2 separate regions of the Anas platyrhynchos genome follow, and region 1 is linked to region 2. The links are chromatin contacts, called in public Hi-C maps. All regions are on one chromosome and are shown on one strand. The core of a region is the stretch at or near the end of the contact, and the rest is flanking DNA. Distances in the headings are between cores, read along the strand shown. Region 1 overlaps ICE2 (interactor of little elongation complex ELL subunit 2). Region 2 holds the start of BNIP2 (BCL2 interacting protein 2).

The links. Hi-C and Micro-C count contacts between places; a contact is called where the count stands out from the background.
Region 1: a contact with region 2 is called in a Hi-C map of subcutaneous adipose tissue, with 2.4 times the contacts expected there. The contact joins the enhancer-like site here to the promoter of BNIP2 in region 2. A contact is called at or near these places in 2 of 8 Hi-C or Micro-C datasets (liver and subcutaneous adipose tissue).

Annotation. Positions count from the first base shown.
Region 1 is chr11:9,772,507-9,776,257 of IASCAAS_PekinDuck_T2T, reverse strand. All of the region lies in intron 11 of ICE2 (interactor of little elongation complex ELL subunit 2), which reads left to right. Among named protein-coding and RNA genes, the nearest start is that of ICE2, 17 kb to the left of the region's middle. Within about 2 kb of position 2,412, at least 4 of the 8 cell types and tissues checked have an H3K27ac peak or open chromatin away from gene starts, as enhancers often do. A contact at or near this core is called in subcutaneous adipose tissue, where this site is marked.
Region 2 is chr11:9,453,167-9,456,919 of IASCAAS_PekinDuck_T2T, reverse strand. BNIP2 (BCL2 interacting protein 2) reads left to right here and starts at 1,928. Exons shown (of 11, transcript XM_027465566.3): 1 at 1,928-2,090. It overlaps LOC106019670 (a long non-coding RNA gene), which reads right to left and starts at 1,873. Exons shown (of 4, transcript XR_011811896.1): 1 at 1,374-1,873.

The DNA.
Region 1 (3,751 bases), core at 1,163-3,662, 320 kb before region 2:
CAGTAAAATATGCTGTATTCATGTTTGTACAATGATTCTTTTAGAAGGCAAGAAATGTTATGCCTAGTAGGATACGTACTGTTTTGTGGAGAAAAAAAAAAAAAAAGGTATGTATAAAGAACTTGGCCAGATTATTTTACCAAAGTTTTTAATATACACATATCTTTAATACCAATTACCTCGTAATTAATAACATTTTAGAAGGAAAGATCTGCAACAATTAAAGAAGTTAGCCAAAATGCATCTTATACCACGTTTGGTGCTTGCTTTGGGGTGAGGCCAATCCTGTTTGTACAGTGAATGAATGTTCTGCAGCAGGGCCTTGCTTTCCTGTTGTAGAAAGATCTCTGTTTTTATGGTTGTTATGGTAGCAGTTGTGGCCTGTGGTTGTCTTAACCTTTCCACTTCTGCGCTGAATGACACTTTTTGCTCTTGATGACTCATGCCAGAATGCTATTTTAGAAATGTTCAGTTAATTCTTTCCTAATTTCTACTTAGAAACTTTGCATCTTATAATGGAAGTATAAGGTTTGTGGGAAATCAGATACGTTTTAAGTGATAGTTTAGCTGATAGAATCTCTTTGTCTGCTCTCCATATTTATAGAAAGTTTTTTCTACTTTCTAAGTTTGAAAGTAATAATTGATGTGGGTTTCCCCCCTCTAAAATTCCTCACAAAGACAAAATAGTGACAATAGTGACATACAAAGTTCTCCATTTCTAATTTATATTGACATACTCTACTGAAGCTTTTTTTTTTTTTTTTTCCTTTTTTGCGTAGAAGAACAGTACTAAACTGCACTGAAATTTAGCCCCTTCAAGAAAACTTTTTATTAGCTTCTCTGGAGGCACAAGCAGTGTGAGGAAATAGGGAAGCTTGTAGAGGCTGATGATTGGCTTACAGAGCATGCAGGCTGAAAGAATGCACGTCTATCTAATCTTACATCAGTAACAGGATACTTAACATATGGCTAGGGTGCAGAAGTTTGCATACAGCTCACCCAGCCAACACCCCTTTACTGGGGCTCGCAGGAATGTAGGAGAAAAAAGTCTGTGTGCTGCAGGAGTTGTTCTGGCATTAGCAGTCACCCCTTCCTGATTCAGAGGTTTATTAGTCTCCGCTGTACGGTGCAGATTCCTGCTAACCATGAAACGGGTGTGGAGCCCTAGGCAGGCAGGCTTTGATAGACGAGCTTCTGACAGGCTCTCTGTTGTGCTCAGGAGAAAGTGTCCCTGAGATTGAGAAACACTAGTTATTCCAGTCTTCGTTGTTTGTCAGCTCTTGGATGTGCTTCTTCCAGCAGCAAAACCTGGGTCCGGGAGGGGCGGGGCTTGTAGGAGTTAAAGTGGTACTCCTAGCATGTGGGGCAGGCCTCCTCCCAACTATTTAACAACAAAATATACATATGTATATATATATCGATTTATTTATTTATTTTCTAATGCTACACAAATGGACTCTGAGAATGTGATTAACTTTTGATACTGACAGAATATGTGGTTTATTCAGGTAGGCAGGTTGGGGGCTCTGGATTTTTGGTACCAACATGTAGTTTCTCATAGAGGTAGGTAAAATAGATGCATGGAAGTCAACATTAAGTTTTGTGAAAAAGCATCTGCCACAGCATTTAATAGGAAACTGTTGCCATGTTCTACTTCAGGCTTCTTTCTGCTATGGTTAAAAATGTTAAAAGTCAGCTGTAAAATTTTGCTTTTCAGCTGATGTTTTTGGGGAGCTGTGAAAAACATTGTGGCAAGTGTCCTGGTTTAGTTAGACACTTCTTTCAAATGGCATGTTTTTTTTTCCTGAAACACAAGTGACAATTCTCCAACAGTGATAATATCCCTGTATTACAGGCAGCTTAGAATAGGGTGAATGTCTCGTTGTTCGTTACTCTGATAAGTGCAAGTAAGACTACTGCTATCATGTATTTGGGGTAAACAGAAAGACAGACTTGAATTATTCATCCTCTTAGATCATACTACAGTATGAAATTTTTAACATGAAACATGACCTATCATAAAGGAATTTTAAAATTAGCAATAGTAAAGACACAGACTTAGTGCTCTTCTTGAATTCACATGATAGTACACCTGTGAAGACATGAAAAAAATGTTTAAAAACTTATTTTTACCATTAATAATGCAGTACCTGGAAAACTTGCCACCTTATTCAGATAGTTCTGAGACTATGTAGATCTTAAGTGAACCCTTTATAACTGAAGTTTTGAGTGCTTAGCAGACATCAGTGGTAAGTTGGTTAGGAGCCCTTGGATCTTGAAAGAACTACTCACAGTATTAGTAATCTTTTGTGTTGCTAGATGGAAAGTTCTTTGGACCTTGGCCAGTGCCCTATAATTGTCCAGTGTTCTTCAGTGGTATTACTCTGACTGAGGGAAGAATCTCGTAGCTCAGCACAGTGACTCAGCCGTGCTGCCAGCTCAGGAGATGAGAGAGAAAACGGAAGTTTACCCATTGCCTCCTGTGTAAATTGCAAGATGTGCGATCAAGTGGAATTTTTTATTTCATATATTCTCATAGACTTACAGTTTGTACAAAAGCAGAGATACTATTTTCAAACAGAGTGTGCCATCCTCCAGATGGCAGAGCACATTGCTCGGTTGGTTGCTTTAAGACCCCTTACTACTCAAATAAGAAGTCCTGCATCTGCAGAGGGAAGTAATCTCTGTCATATTTCCTAAACTGAGGACTTGTATTTTGTTTAATCAGTTTAAAAAAAAAAAAAAAAAAAAAGTGATAAGCTTTGCTGATTAAAAATGGAAATGCTTCATCCCAGATACTATTCTTCAATTGGCATTAAGTGCCCAAGTATAGTTTACCTTCACCTAAATAGAATAATATTGATTTTTAAATAAAGATGATTTGAAAACTGATTGGAAAAAATTACTGTATGGTAACTTACTGAATGTCAAGTATTTTCAGTCAGTCACTTCTCAATTATAACATACAGTAATATAAATCAGGTATGAGTAGTTCATAGATTTTTTTTTCCCAGCTATGCTGTCAATGAGTTTAGAATGGAGAAGATTTTGATTTGACAAGACACTAATAAGGAATGGAGAACACATTATAAAAAAATAAAATTACTTCAAGTTTCTTTTCTTATAGTTAGCAATGCAGAGTATTAATCCTAGGTATTTAAGCCTTATACAAAATACTGATGTCAAGAAAAGCAGTAAATGCACTGGTATTTAAAAGAAACCAGATGTCCTGGTGCCTTTTTGAAAATCTAGTAAAAAAAAGAGTTATTACTTGGTCATCTGACATCACATGTCAGATGACAATAACAAATTGCTGAATAATGTTTATCCTTGAATGTGAAATGCTTTGGCTTAGCAGTTATAATTGTACAATTGAAGCGTGTAGACTACCTACAAGAGCAAATTTGTAGCAAGGCAGTTAATTGTATTGAGCAGGTCATTTTTATTATGCTGTCTTTTCCTCATTCTCCTCGTGGGAACTGTAATAGAACAGTTTTCTGGGAAAATCTCAACATGAGAACTTGGCTTCATAGGTCACCACATCAATGTACAAGCTACGGTAATGATCTCTATTGCTTATTAAGTGAAAATTTGGGCTAAACCATTCCTCTCAGCAGTTATTATAAAAATGTGTTGAGAAAAGCTTTGAATTGCTATTCCTAGCTATGTCAAAGATAAATAGTCTTTACCAATTTGCTATGAAAAAGGCCGGAATAGTAAGCTGTAATTTTTTCAAAAAAAAAAAAAAGAA
Region 2 (3,753 bases), core at 679-3,178:
CAGCTCAAAGCGCTTATTATCAAAAAAAGGTCAAAATAAAAGTTGAAAAATACTTTTTTTTCATACTTTCTCTACAGGTAAAACAGCCAGGAGGAAAGCTATACAAATGCAGTCTATATATCCAGATCCACATGAGAAGGATTTTCAAATGTATGTTTTTGAATTCCAGCATTTCTGAGCTGTTGCTTGAAAGGGGGCATTTTTAACCTGTTTGTTTAATATTACTAAATATTTTTCTTAAAAAAAAATAGGAAAAATGTGAAGATTTTTGTATTTTGTAGCTTTTGATGGCTATTTTCTATTTAAAGATTAATTGTGAATTATTCCAGATCCGAAGCTGTGTAACAGCTGTTTTTTCCCATGTACAGGACAAAATTCATGTGACAGAGCATTATTCTCACAAGCCTGTTCTCTTTGGTAAAGCTTTCATGTAAGAATCTGCTTATATTTGTAATTGTATGATGTTTAAAAATAGAAATATTCAACATCCCCCAGTAGTTGTCTGACCCCTTGTTTGCTTGTTTTCCGAGTTATGCCTGAACACCCGATAGATTTCCAGCTATACTGTGCCACCCCGTGTAAGAAATGAGAAATTGCACAACTCTGCTGACCATCATGACACAAGTTTGGAGTTGTCCTGCAGACGATCACCCTCTGTGCGTTTTGAAGACAGTTTTGAGATTATCAGTAATTGCATAACATTTAGAAAAGCACACAGAGATCTAGTATGAAACTTTTTTTTTTTAAAAAAAAAAAAAAAAAAAAAAACACTTTCGTTAGTGGGAAGACTTTAAACCTTTTAATAGTGGCCCTTCATATATTACTGGACTAGGAAGATTGTCACAGATACCCTTGATTTTCAGAGCTCAGTTAAACCCAGCTCAGGCTGGAGTAATTCCAACTGTTCATGAACAGTCCAGTTCAGCAGACTGAGATCTCTAGCCATTCAGTCTTAAGCACAAACTGTTCATGAAATTCCTGTACTCAGATCTCTGCTAATAAAAACCAGGATGCTATGGCCATGGGATACTCAAAGTAGGTACACTAGTAGTAAGTTTGCAGCCAGGAACTGACAGAAAAATGTAACATCCTTAAGCACTGAATAATGCTGCTTGGTCATCTTCTGTGGCAGTTACTTCCATAAATGCAAAAAGGGGACAAAAGAGGTACAAGAATAAAATATTGTTTACTTTTTGCTGTTTCCCATTACAGTTTTACCGTATTTCTCATACAAGTAGTTACATACTCCTTTATATTTAAGCTTTGTATTCCTAACTATTAGCTGATAAGTTTATGTTACAATAATGCCTGCATGCCTCTGGCTGTTTGCTGTGAATTATACTAAGTCCTTAAAAATATTCCAACCAATTTACCTTAATTGCTTTATTTCCTGTTATCCTTAGATTTTATCTTTGCTGGGGGGAAGGGAGGGTCCTCTGCTTTCTATTCTTTTTTATAAATATTTTCCTTTCTCATCTTTTTCTTCATTTTCTGCATGTGCCCTTATATCATGTTTTTACTCTTCTCCACACGTCGCGTTTATTAAAAGTTCCTTCTGCACCCTACAATAAAACACTGTTGTTCTTGTTGCTTCTTTCACCGTCGGGCAAGGCTTTGGCTGTGAGGGCCAAGCATTAAGCCAGCGGCCCTCTCTGACTGCAGCGACGCGTCAGTGGCAAGCTGCCGGTTGTGCGTGTGGCTGGATGATTGTGCCAGCGCTAGAAATGTGTATATTCGTGTGCCGTGAGCTGTACGGCTGCAGGAATCAACTGGTGTCGAGGGAAGGGAACGGCCGCCAACAGCCGCCGCCCTCACAGCCCTCACAGGAGCCTCGCGCGCCGCCAACGGCCGCCAACGGCCGCCCGCCCGGCCCCGCCCCGCCCCTCAAGCCCCCGAGCCCCGCCCCCCGAGCGCGCACGCGCCGAGTGCCGGAGGGCGGGCTCGCCCCGCACGCATGCGCGGCGGCGGTCACGTGAGCCGGGCGCTGGGGGCGCTTCCGGGGCCGCGCGGGGCGGCGCGCAGCGCAGCGGGACCTCGGCGCGGCGGCCCCGGCACGGCCCGGCCCGGCCCGGCACGGCCCCTCCCGGCAGGTGCGGCGGGGGGCGGGGGCTGGGGGCCGGGGGGGGCCGGGGCTTTCCCGCTCGGTAGGGCCCGGGGGCAGGCGGGCGCTGTGGGCGCGGCTCCCCGGGGCCGGGGGGTGCCCGGGGGGTGCCCGGGGGGGCTGAGCGCTGTGAGGCGGCTGCGTGGTGGGGACGGGGCGGTGACGGGGCTGAGCGCGGGGAGGCTGCGGGCTCCGTGCGGGCTCCGTGGGGCCGGGCCGCCGCGCCTGTCCCGCGGGTGAGCGCTGCGCGAGTCCTGCCCCAGTGCCGCGGTGCCGGCCGAGGGCTGGGCACGGGGCGCTGCTGGGTGAGGAGATGGGGCTGTGTCAGTGCTCACCGCCCAGATGAGTATTGTCCCGTGAACTCAAGGATGAAAAATTAAAAAAACAAACAAACAAAAACCCAACAAACACTTGCAGAAGGCCTTAATCAGAAATGAATCCGCGCATTCTGTCATCTCTCTAATTCTTGAGTACCAGGGGCTGCTCAGGGCGCCTGTTGGCCTGCCGCTGTCAGATCTGCTTTGCAGGTCAGGAGCCTTCTCACCACCACTACAGCTGGTGTTTGCCCCCACCCTAGCTCAGCCCCCTCGGTGTTAGCGACGGCTTTGGGAGCTAAATCCCCTTCCAGGAAAAAAGATGAGAGCGCAGCTTGGCTTCTGGTGCCAGCAGTAATACGCCCCCACGGAAAGCCAACACGGGGTTAATCTGGTGGCCTGGAAACGGAAATCCTTTTTGTTAGCTGTAGCAGAGGAGAAACGACTTCAGTGTTGTGTTCCTTTGTGGTTATGTTGTGGTTCCGTGAGTGACACTGTAGCATACCTGGTGAGATGCTTGCAAGTATGAAAGGCGTTGGTGATCACCAAAGTCCGGTGGCTGCAGGAAGGGAGCAGAGCTGCGTGGCAGTCCTGCATCCGGATGGCCTTTGGTGAAGTTTCCAACCTTTGGATACTTCTTTAAGCTAAGTGCAGAGTAAAATGACAGGTTTGCTGTTGAGGAACTGTGGCATTGAATTAGCTGTGAAGCGCTCTAGGACCAGGCAGAAATTAGCTCATTTTCTTCTACGTGACTAATGCAGACTTGCATTATTAGTGTGGCACTTCTCAAACCTAACCTTTAGATTAAAAAAGAGAAGTCAGTGCTGCCACAGGAGCTATAGGAATACTGTCCTAAACTTTGCTTTACTTTGTACAAGCAGAAAGAGAGCTCCTTTTCTGTTTTGTAAGCATTAATATTATGTTAAAATCAATGGCCAACTAGAAAGTCAGTGCTTCTCCAACTTTCCTGAAGCAGAAGACTACCTTTCCTCCTTAATTTCTCATTCTTCTAGTTGACAAGGGCTTTTGTGCTTGAGTATTTAAGCCAAAACTTCCAAACCAGCTACTTAGTCTGCCTGTTAAGTGGGACACGGAACTGAATTAGCCTAAACTCCTCCTTTTCTGATCTAGGGCTTGGAACTCGGCTGGGAAGTTGTTTGCAGTTATGCTATGCAGTATTCAGTGGATGATTGCTTTAAATCTACCTCTAAAGAATTCTCGTTAGTAGCTTCTTGTCACGCGGGAAGCGTTTTCTAAAAGTATCTTAAAATTTGATGGTAGTCTAAGTAACTTCTAAACTGTGTGCCTGTCTTAGTGTATCAAGCATATGTCAGTGTA